3 separate regions of the Mus musculus genome follow, and all the other regions are linked to region 2. The links are chromatin contacts, called in public promoter capture Hi-C maps. All regions are on one chromosome and are shown on one strand. The core of a region is the stretch at or near the end of the contact, and the rest is flanking DNA. Distances in the headings are between cores, read along the strand shown. Region 1 holds the start of Cyb5b (cytochrome b5 type B). Region 2 overlaps Ap1g1 (adaptor protein complex AP-1, gamma 1 subunit). Region 3 holds the start of Tmed6 (transmembrane p24 trafficking protein 6).

Region 1 (3,721 bases), core at 1,127-3,626, 2.6 Mb after region 2:
AAGTAATAAGATATGGGCAAAAGAAATCAAGGAATCTTCTAAGCTAGGCTCCATCACTCATCAGACAATTATATATGATCAGAATGTCACAGAAACTGTTTCTGGTATCCATATTAATATAATAGTTACGTCTATCTATGTTGCTCTCAACCAGTTATTTAAAAATGAAGCTGGGCCACCTTTAATCTCAGCACTCAAGCGGCAGAGGCAGGCAGATCTCTGTGAGTTCGAGGCCAGTCTGGTCTACATCGTGAGTTCCAGGACAGCCAGGGCTGTGTAGAAAGGCCCTGTGTCAAACAAACAAACAAACAAACAACAACAAAATGTTGGCCCAAGATTGACATTACACAGCCATAATTCTAGTGCTTGGGAGGTAGAGGAAGAAGAACCAGGAATTCTAGGTTATATAAGATCCTATCTCAAAATAACAATTGATACAGCAAACAGCTAGGCTGGGGGCATAAGGGGTTTGGTTCAGTGTTTGCCCTGTACTCATCTAAGGCCCTGGGTTCAAGCCAAAAAAACATTGTTTTAAAAGGAGGAAAAAGCCGGGCGTGGTGGCACACGCCTTTAATCCCAGCACTCGGGAGGCAGAGGCAGGCGGATTTCTGAGTTCGAGGCCAGCCTGGTCTACAGAGTGAGTTCCAGGACAGCCAGGGCTACACAGAGAAACCCTGTCTCGATAAACCAAAAAAAAAAAAAAAAAAAAAGAGAGAGAGAGAGAGAGAGAGAGAGAGAGAGAGAGAGAGAGAGAGAGAAAACAAGAACTGGAGAAATGGCTCAGTGGTTAAGAACACTGACTGTTCTTCCAAAGGTTCTGAGTTCAAATCCCAGCAACCACATGGTAGCTCACATCAGATGCTCTCTTCTGGTGCGTCTGAAAACAGCTACAGTGTACTTACACATAATAAATAAATGCATAAATCTTTAAAAAAAAAAAAAGAATCTTTAGGCTGGGCAGTGGTGGCGCCTTTAATCCCAGCACTTGGGAGGCAGAGGCAGGCAAATTTCTGAGTTTGAGGCCAGCCTGGTCTACAGAGTGAGTTCCAGGACAGCCAGGGCTACACAGAGAAACCCTGTCTTGGAAAAAAAAAAAAAAAAAGATTGACAGTCAGCAAAGGAACAAGAGAGTAACATCTTAGTGGGGTGAAATGTTCTTTTTCCTTACTGTAGTGACTACATGGTCAAATACACTTGTCAAACCCCAGCTAGAGGTGTAATATAGTTGACAGTGTTTGCCTAATAAGCATGAGCGATCTGATCCCTAGAAAGGCATATACAGGAAGATTAGAAGTTCAAGGTCTACAGAGACTATGTAATAAGCTGAAAAACGCCCTGTCACAAAGAGGAAAATTATCTGTGGCCCAACAGTCTCAAAGAGATCTTGAGTAATAAGATTTGATTTGAAGCACTAACAAAAGGGTTGAAAGCCAGGTGTTGGTGGCCCACACATTTAACCCCAGCGTTCAGAAGGCAGAGGCAGAAGGATCCCTGAGTTCGAAGCCAGCCTGCTCTACATAAAAGTTCCACGGACACACACACACACACACACACACCCCACACACTCTACTGCCTAACCAGGAACAGGGGTGGGAGGAATCTCAGCTCACTGGATAAGAGCACATGTGCACATGTTCTGTTTTCTCGGAAGATCCAGTACCCAACACCCACATCAGGAGGCTCACAACCTCCTCTTATCCAGCTCCTGGGGTTCTGACCTCTGGCACCAAACGCAGATGCAGATGCCCCCACCCCCACCCCCACCCCCCCCACATACAAAATTTAATTGTTTTTACTTTTTAAAAAAACTGCCTTCTCCTCTAGAAAATAAAAGCCCCCCAAAGCACTGCTTTCTAAGGCATACTTCCTGGAAAGGAGCAGTTCTGAACTGGGCTCGATTAGGTCGTTAAGTGTGTGCCCTTGAGAGCTCCCGGCCTCCGTGAGCCTCAGTTTCTCTTTATGGGAAACGGGTTGATGGCCTGGCGTGTGATCTAGCATCCTGCAAGTGCTCCATGCATTGAGAAACGCACGTTGTCAGTCGAGGCTGAGACTGCAGCCCCTCCGAGGGTCACGGTTCCTTCCGGGCGCCGGACAGCCACGCGTGGCCTCTCCCCACCCCCACCCCGGCAGCGCGCGGAGGCCTCCCGCCTCCCCGGCCCGCACCTCGCTGAGGAAGCGGGTGATATCGTAGACTCGCCCGTGGATCACCATCCACGTCTCTTCCGCCGAGTTTCGCTTCGCCACCTCCTCCAGCCGGTAGTAGGTGACGGAGGGCTCGGAGCCCTCGACCTTCTCGCCACTGCCGCTGGCCTCCGGGGTCGCCATGGGATCCGAAGCCCTCTCCGCCGCTATCTGGGCTTCCACCGCTAACTTCCTTGACTTGCCGGCCCGCGCTGGGTCCTCCTCGGCTTCCGTAACCGGGTAAACCTGGTCCGACGTCCGACTGGCCAATCGGCGTCGACCAGCCCCTCCAACCTTGCCAATCAGATATCGTGATTTTGGACCAGCGCCTAAACGTGGCCGGGTGACAAGTGTCACCACAGGAGAGCATTCTCTCTGCTCGGCCCATGGGCAGGCCCGGCCCTAAAAGAAAAGAGCCGGTTTCCAGCGTCTCTTTTCCCTTCCTGCCACCCTGGGTCCCCGAATGAACGGACCCGCATTTTCCCTTGATCTTCCCATCCAGAATTGCAGCCCCCGGGGTTACAAGCTTTGCTGTCCCCCAGACTGGTTCCCTTTAGGCTCCAAAAGGCTCAACAATTAAAATGGGTGTGGTGACCTCTACCTTCCTTGCCCAGAGGTTTGGGATGTGTGTTAAAGAGAGTGTGCTAAGAGAGGCGTGAGCCCAGCAATCCACTGTGTAAATCACAAGTGGCGTTGGACTCCATGGCTCTTAGGTACAAGGCCTTAGGACAGCAGTTGGGGCAAGGGTAGATGTCCTAAGTTTCTTCCACTACTGACAAAACAATCTCTAACTGAATTCTTCAGTGATCAGGGCTCATCTACACTGTTTTAGTTTCTAAATGGCCTAAAATAGGATTTACTTCAAATGACCCTTGCTAAAAGTCTAGGTAATTTGGAATTCTAAGTTAATGTGCAAGGTTGCGAGCCTTTCTCTTTAATTGCGGTGAAAACTAAGAGGCTGATCATCCTAAAATGTTTCACGGTGTTACTTCACAACCTAGCACTCATGACTCTGTAAACTATTTGCAACCTCTTTCACTAATATTTTATTGTTTGTTTGTTTGTTTAGAAATGTATCAGTATGTAAGCCTGGTTGTCCTGGAACTCAGAGGCCTCTGCCTCCCATGTGCTGGCTTAAAAGGACACCACCATGTCTACTTTCCATAACCTAAGTTCCTAATTACACAAACTATGTACTGTAGTTTGCTCTGATGGCTCTCATAAATACTGACCAAAACCAGCTGGAGAAGTAGAAGGTTTATTATGCTTGCAGGTTATAAGCCATTGTCTTAGTCAGGGTTTCTATTCTATGCACAAACATCATGACCATGAAGCAAGTTGGGGAGGAAAGGGTTTATTCAGCTTACACTTCCACATTGCTGTTCATCACCAAGGAAGTCAGGACTGGAACTCAAGCAGGTTAGGAAGCAGGAGCTGATGCAGAGGCCATGGAGGGATGTTCTTTATAGGCTTGCTTCCCCTGGCTTGCTCAGCCTGCACTTTTATAGAACCACAACTACCAGCCCAGGGATGGCACCAC
Region 2 (4,179 bases), core at 786-3,285:
ACTCTAAGTCAGTGTCAGACAATAGAAGTTGAACCACTACCAGTTACTGAGTCATGTTCTTGCCTCGTGCAGATCAACAATCAGCTTGCCATGGGGTCACAAAGAGTACACCCCACATCCATACTACCTGTGTATTATGGTTACATTTTATGACAAATAGTCAAGGATCTAAACTTACAAAATATTTTTATATTTATTATATCATTTGTTCTGTTCTTTCTTTGGTTTTGAGTCAGCATTTTGTTATTCATATTGGCCTGAAATTGCTACTAAACTTGATACTCCTGTTTCTGCCTCAGGAGTGTTGGGGTTGAATGGTATGCACCACTATGCCTAGCTTATGTGTTGCTAGAAATAAAACCCAGGTCTATGCATGCTAGGCAAGCTTTCTACTACTAAGTAAATTACATCCCCAGCCCTCCTCGGGTCACACTGTGAGTAAGGTAGAGATCATGATCCCCATCTTGCCTATAAAGAAATTTACTTTTAAAAAAACTCAGCAATTTGCTCAAGAGCACAAGGTGACAGGTCAATACCTCAAAATTACACTCACAGATAAAATGACACATCTACTAGGATTTGTTTTAAAGTACTCCAGAAAAAGAAGTAACAGAACAAACAAAAAGGAAAAAAAAAAAATCCCAAATCTGGGGAGACAGAAGTTAGAAGAAAAAGGGGGCGGCAGGAGGTGGGGGCAAAATGTGATCATTGAAGAATACATGAATGTTCAGTGATCTGGTTTTGTGTACATGACATTTTCTTTTTTTTTTTTTTTTAAAGATTTATTTATTTATTATATGTAAGTACACTGTAGCTGTCTTCAGACACTCCAGAAGAGGGAGTCAGATCTTGTTACGGATGGTTGTGAGCCACCATGTGGTTGCTGGGATTTGAACTCTGGACCATCGGAAGAGCAGTCGGGTGCTCTAACCCACTGAGCCATCTCACCAGCCCACATGACATTTTCATAATCAAAAGCTTTTAGCAAATCCCAAAGCTTCCAGGTAAGGGTGTGGTGGAGTTGGCAGAGTGCTTGTCTAGCATGCAGAAGGCTTGGGTTCAATTCCCCAGCACTGCCTAAATCATGCATGGTAGTAGACACCTATAATCCAAGCACTCAGGGATGAGGATGAAGAGTCAGGAGTTAAAAGCCGGCTTAGAATACCTGAGACCCGGGCTGGCAAATTGGCTCAGCGGGTAAGAGCACTGACTGCTCTTCGGAAGGTCCTGAGTTCAAATGCCAGCAACCACATGGTGGCTCACAACCACCCATAATGAGATCTGACGCCCTCTTCTGACGCGTCTGAAGACAGCTACAGTGTACTTAATGAATAAATCTTTGGGCCTGAGTGAGCAGGGAGACTGAGTAAGCGGAGTTGACCTGAGCAAGTGGGGCAACCAGAGCAACTGGATCAAGCAGAGGTCCTAAAAATTCAATTCCCAACAACCATATGAAGGCTCACAACCAGATGTACATGTACTCATATACATAAAATAAATAAATAAATCTTTAAAAAATACCTGAGACCCTATCAGAGACAGAAGAACAGAAGGAAGGTTGGAAGAAAGACAGGAAGGGAAGAGAGGGAAGAAAGGGAGAGAAAGAAATAGTAAAATTTCAATAAGCAAGGCATTAAACAATTTCTCACTGACATTAAGATGCTTAATAGTTAATCTATTTAAAGAGTCATTTCTTTAATAATAAACTATAAACACAGGCTTCAGGATAAAACATTTGTAAGCAAACTGGTATGCTGCATATGTAGTATATAACAGAAAAAATGCAAAATGCATGTGAGAACACAGCCACTATTTTGATCAAGAACGGTGACTACCCAAAGCCCAGACTATGTTCAAAAAGTAAGCTTTTACTTAAAACTCAATTCATGGAGAAAAGTTACCTAGCAAAGCATGGTGGCTCAGCCTGGAATTCCAGCACTAGGGAAGCTAAAGTTGAGGATCAGTACAGGTTCAAGGCTAGATACTCTCAAAGGTCAAGCACAAACACTACTGGAAAGAACAGGAGTAGAGCTGAGTGGTAGAGAGCTTGCCTAGCATGCACTAACGCCCTGGTTAGCCCCAGCACCTATAAGAGCAGGGAAGCTCTCTGCTAGAAAAGTGTTTCCCCACAAGCACGCAATAGCTCTACAAAGCAAACAAAGACTGTTAGAAAAGCTTAAATCTAGTCCAAGAGCATGTACATAATCTAACTTGGAAAAAAAAAATCAAGACCTTAAGCTAGGTAATCAGTCACAAAATCACAGAAATAAAGTCCATGCCACCAGCATGATTTTTTATTTTTAAGCTCCAGGACAATTTATTAATAGAGTTTGAAGAAAAACTCCAGAAGGCAAGCTGTAAATCTTGACAGCAGCCTGGAGGAGAGAGAAAAGAGACAAAAAACATGTTGATTGAGTTAGGTCAGCATGGAGATAAGTCACATGACAGATGAGCAGCATGGTGACCAGGAGGAGAGCTGCAGAGAAACAATACAAGGCCTAAAGCAGAGAGTCAGTCACACTTGGGCTCAGGCTAATACCCAAAAGACAAAAAGAAAAGGCGAAGGGCCAAACTCAGCAGAACTTCATGAGGGCTCTAGCGTGAGTGCAGAGGGCAAGAATTCTGGGGAGGAAAAGTATCTTATTGTGAGGATACTTATATATCTCCTACTACTTAAGCATAGCTTAAAGCAGGTACTCAGTGACTGACTTGCCCACTCCAGTTAATTGTTAAGGGACCAGACATTCTCAAGGGAAATGTAACATTCCCACCTATTAAGATGTAACCCTAAAAATGTTTAGGAAATGAACTAAAGTTGAGGGATATAACTCATCTCTACATGACAATCTAGAAATCTGGTTCCAAAGCTTTTCACGGCAGAAGGTATTAATATCTAGGCCGAAGGTTTAGCCCCTTCCCTCACAGATAGGATCCAGGCAGGGATACTTAAGAAGAGACAGGAAATCAGAGCTCTCTTCTGCTATTTCTAGCCAGAGAACCAGGGACACGTGTGAACTACTGCTTCCACTGTCCCTGACTTCAACTGCCCGTTCAGTTGCTCTCTCCTGTTAATATCTTTGGTTTACCCTGTCTTTAGAGAACTGAAGCAATAAATGAATCTGATGTCTTCCTGGAATAGGTCTCAGATAATAAGGAAGTTGGGGTATCCCTGCAGTGAGTCCATCTAAGAGACTGACCATAAAAAGCCAGTGAAGAAAGAAGTCCTTGGCTGGTGAAAGAAAAGTGTGAGAGAAACAGTTACTAGAGTTACAAGACCCGGACAGAGAACTAGAAGCCAGAGCAAAGTACAATTTAAATGCCAATAGGTTTTTATGGAACAAATTTCCGGTCATGGATGCTAAATATATCATGTATAAGAACAGAGAATTAATTAGTTACCTATTTGACTCACTCCTATGGTGTTGAAGTTTCCCCTATACTAGGCTATCTACAGCTTACAGAAAAGCAACATTTTTTTTCTCCTGAGTTGTTACAACTTACTACATTAGTTGATATCTTTATATACCATAATATTAACAGGCTCAGATTGAGAACAAAAGTTAAACTCAGGTGGGGGAAAAATTGGGTAAAAAGCCAGTGAAATGTCTCATCTGGTAAAGGCATTGCCACCACACCTGATGACCTGAGTTCAACCCTGGGAACCCCTATGGTAGAAAGAAAATAGACTCTGAGCTCCACTTACACAAACATGACACACAAGGCCACTCTACACACACACCTGAGCACACTCCCCCACCATACATAAATAAAATTGGACAAAGTTTTTAAAAACATAATCTATTCTTTTTATTTTGATTTATTTGTTTAAAGCAGTGAGGGGTTGGATGATGGCTGCCAAGCTTGAGCTGATCCCTGGAATTCAAGTGGCTAAAGATAATCAGCTCTTGTGCGAGCATGCATACACACACACACACACAAACACTCACACAAAATAAATAGTAAAACATAATTTTAAAACAAAGAATAGAAATAAATTCAATTAAAAGAAAAAAGAAAAGGGGGGAAGAGAAACCCCAGAACACACCTGCAATCCCAGCACTAGAAAGGCAGTAAAGCAGAGGATGGTGAGTCCAAGGCCAGCATGCGCTACACGGCAATACTGTCTCAAAAAGTAAATTTTTTTCAGCAAATAGAAATAAATAACAAATGAGAAATATA
Region 3 (4,317 bases), core at 1,696-4,195, 2.7 Mb after region 2:
GAGGAAAATGATAGCCCTTCCCTGTTTTTTTTTTTTTTCGTTGTTGTTTTTTTTGTTTGTTTGGCTTGGCTTGGTTTTTTTGAGACAGGGTTTGTGTAGCTCTTGATGTCTTAGAACTTGCCATGTAGACCAGGCTGGCCTTGAACTGACAGAAATCTACCTGCCTCTGCTTCCCGAGTGCCAAGATAAAGATATTCGCCACCACTGCCCAGCTCCCTCTGTAAGTTGTTTTTTAAACTTTATCAATTTCTTTTCTGTTGCTGTAAGACAGCTTGACCCAAGCAACTTATGGAAGAAAGAATTTATTTGGGCTTGTGGTTCTAGAGGGTAGGGAATCCATTATGGTAGGAAGGTGTTGCAGCAAGAAGCAGACCTGGCAGCTGGAGCAGAAGCTCAGTGTCCAGGGTGGGAGAGATGGCTCAGGGGTTAAGAGCACTGGCTGCTCTTCCAGAGGTCCTGAGTTCAAATCCCAGCAACCACACGGTGGCTCACAACCACCTGTATATGGGGATCTGATGCCCTCTTCTGGTGCTGTCTGAAGACAGAGACAGTGTACTCATATACATAAAATAAATATTTAAAGAAAAAAAAAGAAGCTCAATGCTCATATCTTGAACCACAAGTACAGCAGAGAGGGAGCAGGGCATAGTAGCCCACATCTTTAATCCCAGCACGTGGGAGGCAGAGGCAGAGGCAGAGGCCAGCCTGATCTACAGAGTGAGTTCCAGGATAGAGTGAATTCCAGTATCAAAAAAGTCAATTAACTAAAATTCACAGAGAAACTAGGAGAGGCCCATCCCTTGTGACATACTTCCTCCAGCAAGGCTATACTTTCTAAACCTATCCAAACAGTACCACCAACTAAGCAGTACCACCAACTAAGCAGTACCACCAACTAAACAGTACCACCAACTAAACAGTACCACCAACTAAACAAACAGTACCACCAACTAAACAGTACCACCAACTAAACAGTACCACCAACTAAGCAGTACCACCAACTAAGCAGTCCCACCAACTAAACAAACAGTACCACCAACTAAACAGTACCACCAACTAAACAGTACCACCAACTAAGCAGTACCACCAACTAAACAAACAGTACCACCAACTAAGCAGTACCACCAACTAAGCAGTACCACCAACTAAGCAGTACCACCAACTAAACAGTACCACCAACTAAACAGTACCACCAACTAAACAAACAGTACCACCAACTAAACAGTACCACCAACTAAACAGTACCACCAACTAAGCAGTACCACCAACTAAACAAACAGTACCACCAACTAAGCAGTACCACCAACTAAGCAGTACCACCAACTAAACAGTACCACCAACTAAACAGTACCACCAACTAAGCAGTACCACCAACTAAACAAACAGTACCACCAACTAAGCAGTACCACCAACTAAGCAGTACCACCAACTAAACAGTACCACCAACTAAACAAACAGTACCACCAACTAAACAGTACCACCAACTAAGCAGTACCACCAACTAAGCAGTACCACCAACTAAACAGTACCACCAACTAAACAAACAGTACCACCAACTAAACAGTACCACCAACTAAGCAAACAGTACCACCAACTGGAGACCAAGCATCAAGTACCTGAGACTGCCAGCAGCATTTATTACCCAGACCGTCATAGACTTCCTGAAATAAAAATGTTAGCCTCTTGGGCTAATGCTGACCCGGCTTGGGTCTACACTGTGAAATCCTATTTTACCTGCTACACACTCACACACAGTTACAGGAGTTAGAGTTTGTAAACCAACAACTTGAGAAACCGTCTTAGAACGTGAGGACTCCAGCTTCGCCAACTATTCCCATGGGACCAGGAATATATAATGGTTTTATAGAGGATTTTGGATAGTTTTTCCCTCTCTGTGGGTGCCAAAGAAGTCACGAGTAGAAGAAGAGATGGAAGGTCTCAGGGTTTGGAGAAACTCCAGAGCTTTCCAATCAGGCAGGAGAGAGTCAGAGGAGGGGTGGACCACCTTGTTCACCCTTAGCTTGGGTTTCTACCGCTGTGATAAACACCATGACCAAAAGCTCCTTGGGGAGGAAAGGGTTTAATTTGGCTTCGGCTTCCACATCACAGCTCATCAATGAAGGAAGCCAGGACACGAACTCAATGCAGGACGTGGACCTGCAGGAAGGAGCTGATGCAGAGGATGTGGAGCACTGCTGCTGTTTATGAGCCCTTTCTCCAGTTCTTGCTCTGTCTTCTTATAGAGACCAGGACCAGCAGCCTGTGAGTGGCCCCACCCACAGCGCAGTGGGTGGACCAGCAGCCTGTGAGTGGCCCCACCCACAGCGCAGTGGGCCCTCCCCCATCAATCACTAACCCCATCAATTCCCTACGGGCTTGCCTGGAGCCTGATTTTATGGAGGCGTTTTCTCAAATGAGGCTCCCTCATCTCAGATGAGTATAGCTTGTATCAAGTTGACATAAAAGCAGCCGGCACTACTTCTTCGTACACTAAAATGTTTATGTAGCTGGGTGTGGTGGGCAATGTCTTTGATCTCAGCACCCAGAGGCAGGCAGATTTCTGAGTTCAAGACCAGCCTGGAGAGAGGCTCAGTGGTTAAGAGCACTGGCTGCTCTTCTGGAGGTCCTGGGTGCTGGGAATTGAACCCACATGGCGCCTCACAACCCTCTATAACTGTAGTCCCATGGGGTTCGATGCCCTCTTCTGGCATGCAGGTGTACACATAGACAAAGCACCAGTATACATGAAAGAAATATTTAAAGAACAGTGTGGTTACATAGGAGACCCTGCACTGCACCAACGGAGGGGGGGGGGGGCATTGTGGTGCATGGCACCTGTATTACAGAAGATCTACAATGGCTCTGAAACTGGTCCTAAGTGTGGCGTGTGGGGTTAATGATTAGCTGGCTGCTTGGCTGACTTCCTTTCCACGGGATTGTGAGCAGCTCACCTGCAGAAGAACCCACAGAAGGCAGCATGTTCCCTTTGCTCCTCGTGGCTGAGCTGGTAGTTCTGAGCCTCGTGACTTCTGTTAAGAGCCAGGAGACAGATCCCCTACACGGCTCCAAGGACCAGCCACTCTTCCGTGGAGCTGATCGGAATGACTTTGCCATCGTGGTCTCTCCAGGAGCCATCGAATGTTTCTGGCAATTTGCTGACCAGATGGGATACCTCTACTTCAGCTACGAGGTGCGTGGAGGCCTCTGGCCATACCTTTTATAAAGTGAGCCAGGCTTTTGATGAAGCCAAGGTCTGGTTCTCTATGAGGCTGTGGCTGCCACTTGTGAATCAAGTGGACCTTCAGTTAGAGAGCAACTCTGGGTGAGACTTGGATGAACAGCCAGCAACGGGAGCTAAAGCATATGGCTTGGTCTAGAACTGGAAGCTACAGAAGTGTGTTCCAATCCAATGGACAAGAGAGGCAACCTTTAGCTTTCCTCGGATATGAGGAAAGACAACACGTGCTAAAATAGTCACATAATTGTGGGGCACACACCTTTAATCCCAGAACTCAGGAAGCAGAGGCAGGGGGATCTCTAAATTCAAGGTCAGCTTGGTCTACAGAGTGAGTTCCAGGACAGTCAGGGCTACACAGAGAAACTTGTCAATAAAGAAGAAACGAGCCTGGCAGTGGTGGCACACACCTTTAGTCCCAGCCCTTGGGAGGCAGAGGCAGGCAGATTTCTGAGTTCGAGGCCAGTCTGGTCTACAAAGTGAGTTCCAGGACAGCCAGGGCTATACAGAAAAACCCTGTCTTGAAAGAAAAAAAAAAAAAAAAGAAAAAAAAAACAGAAAAAAAGAAAAAGAAAGAAGAAACAAGAGAGAGACAGAAAAGGGTCCCATAATAGATTTTAAGTGAAATCACTTGAGTTCATGGGGTGAGATAAGGTCAGACCTCCTGCATGTGCTAATCCTAACAACCTGTAGAATAACCGGCTCAAAGCTTTGTCTATGCACCCAGACAATTCTGTTCCTCTTTGGAAGGTGCCTATCCCTTGGGCAAGTACACCCAAAGGGGCTTAGGCCACCAAGGACCTTAATATTAAAGTTAGAGGTAACTTTGGTTTTTTTGTTGGTTTTTTGTTTTTAGGTTGTGGGGGCTCTTGGGGAGACAGGATCTCATGTAGCCCAGGCACTGGCCTCAAACAAGATACAGCATCAGTCCTTGCTGGTTTGTTTTGTTTGTTTGTTTGTTTGTTCTTTCTGTAGACCAGGCTGGTCTCAAACTCAGAAATCCTCCTGCCTCTGCCTCCCAAGGGCTGGAATTATGGGATTAAAGGCGTGCGCTACCACTGCCTGGCACCTTGCTGGTTTTT

Evidence for each region. Promoter capture Hi-C pulls out the DNA fragments that hold promoters and counts their contacts.
Region 1: a contact with region 2 is called in a promoter capture Hi-C map of liver, with 2.8 times the contacts expected there. The contact joins the promoter of Cyb5b here to the enhancer-like site in region 2. A contact is called at or near these places in 5 of 39 promoter capture datasets (the 3T3-L1 cell line, the C10 cell line, hippocampal neurons and 2 more) and 1 of 115 datasets of contacts at active chromatin or transcription factors (large pre-B cells).
Region 3: a contact with region 2 is called in a promoter capture Hi-C map of liver, with 4 times the contacts expected there. The contact joins the promoter of Tmed6 here to the enhancer-like site in region 2. A contact is called at or near these places in 4 of 39 promoter capture datasets (the C10 cell line, hippocampal neurons, liver and 1 more), 3 of 115 datasets of contacts at active chromatin or transcription factors (embryonic forebrain, embryonic midbrain and large pre-B cells) and 1 of 9 other capture datasets (adipose tissue).

What each region holds. Positions count from the first base shown.
Region 1 is chr8:107,149,316-107,153,036 of GRCm38.p6, reverse strand. Cyb5b (cytochrome b5 type B) reads right to left here and starts at 2,376. Exons shown (of 5, transcript NM_025558.5): 1 at 2,164-2,376. The coding sequence starts at 2,325.
Region 2 is chr8:109,798,432-109,802,610 of GRCm38.p6, reverse strand. All of the region lies in intron 1 of Ap1g1 (adaptor protein complex AP-1, gamma 1 subunit), which reads right to left. Among named protein-coding and RNA genes, the nearest start is that of Ap1g1, 22 kb to the right of the region's middle. Within about 2 kb of position 2,035, at least 46 of the 459 cell types and tissues checked have an H3K27ac peak or open chromatin away from gene starts, as enhancers often do. A contact at or near this core is called in liver, where this site is marked.
Region 3 is chr8:107,064,272-107,068,588 of GRCm38.p6, reverse strand. Tmed6 (transmembrane p24 trafficking protein 6) reads left to right here and starts at 2,945. Exons shown (of 4, transcript NM_025458.2): 1 at 2,945-3,190. The coding sequence starts at 2,978.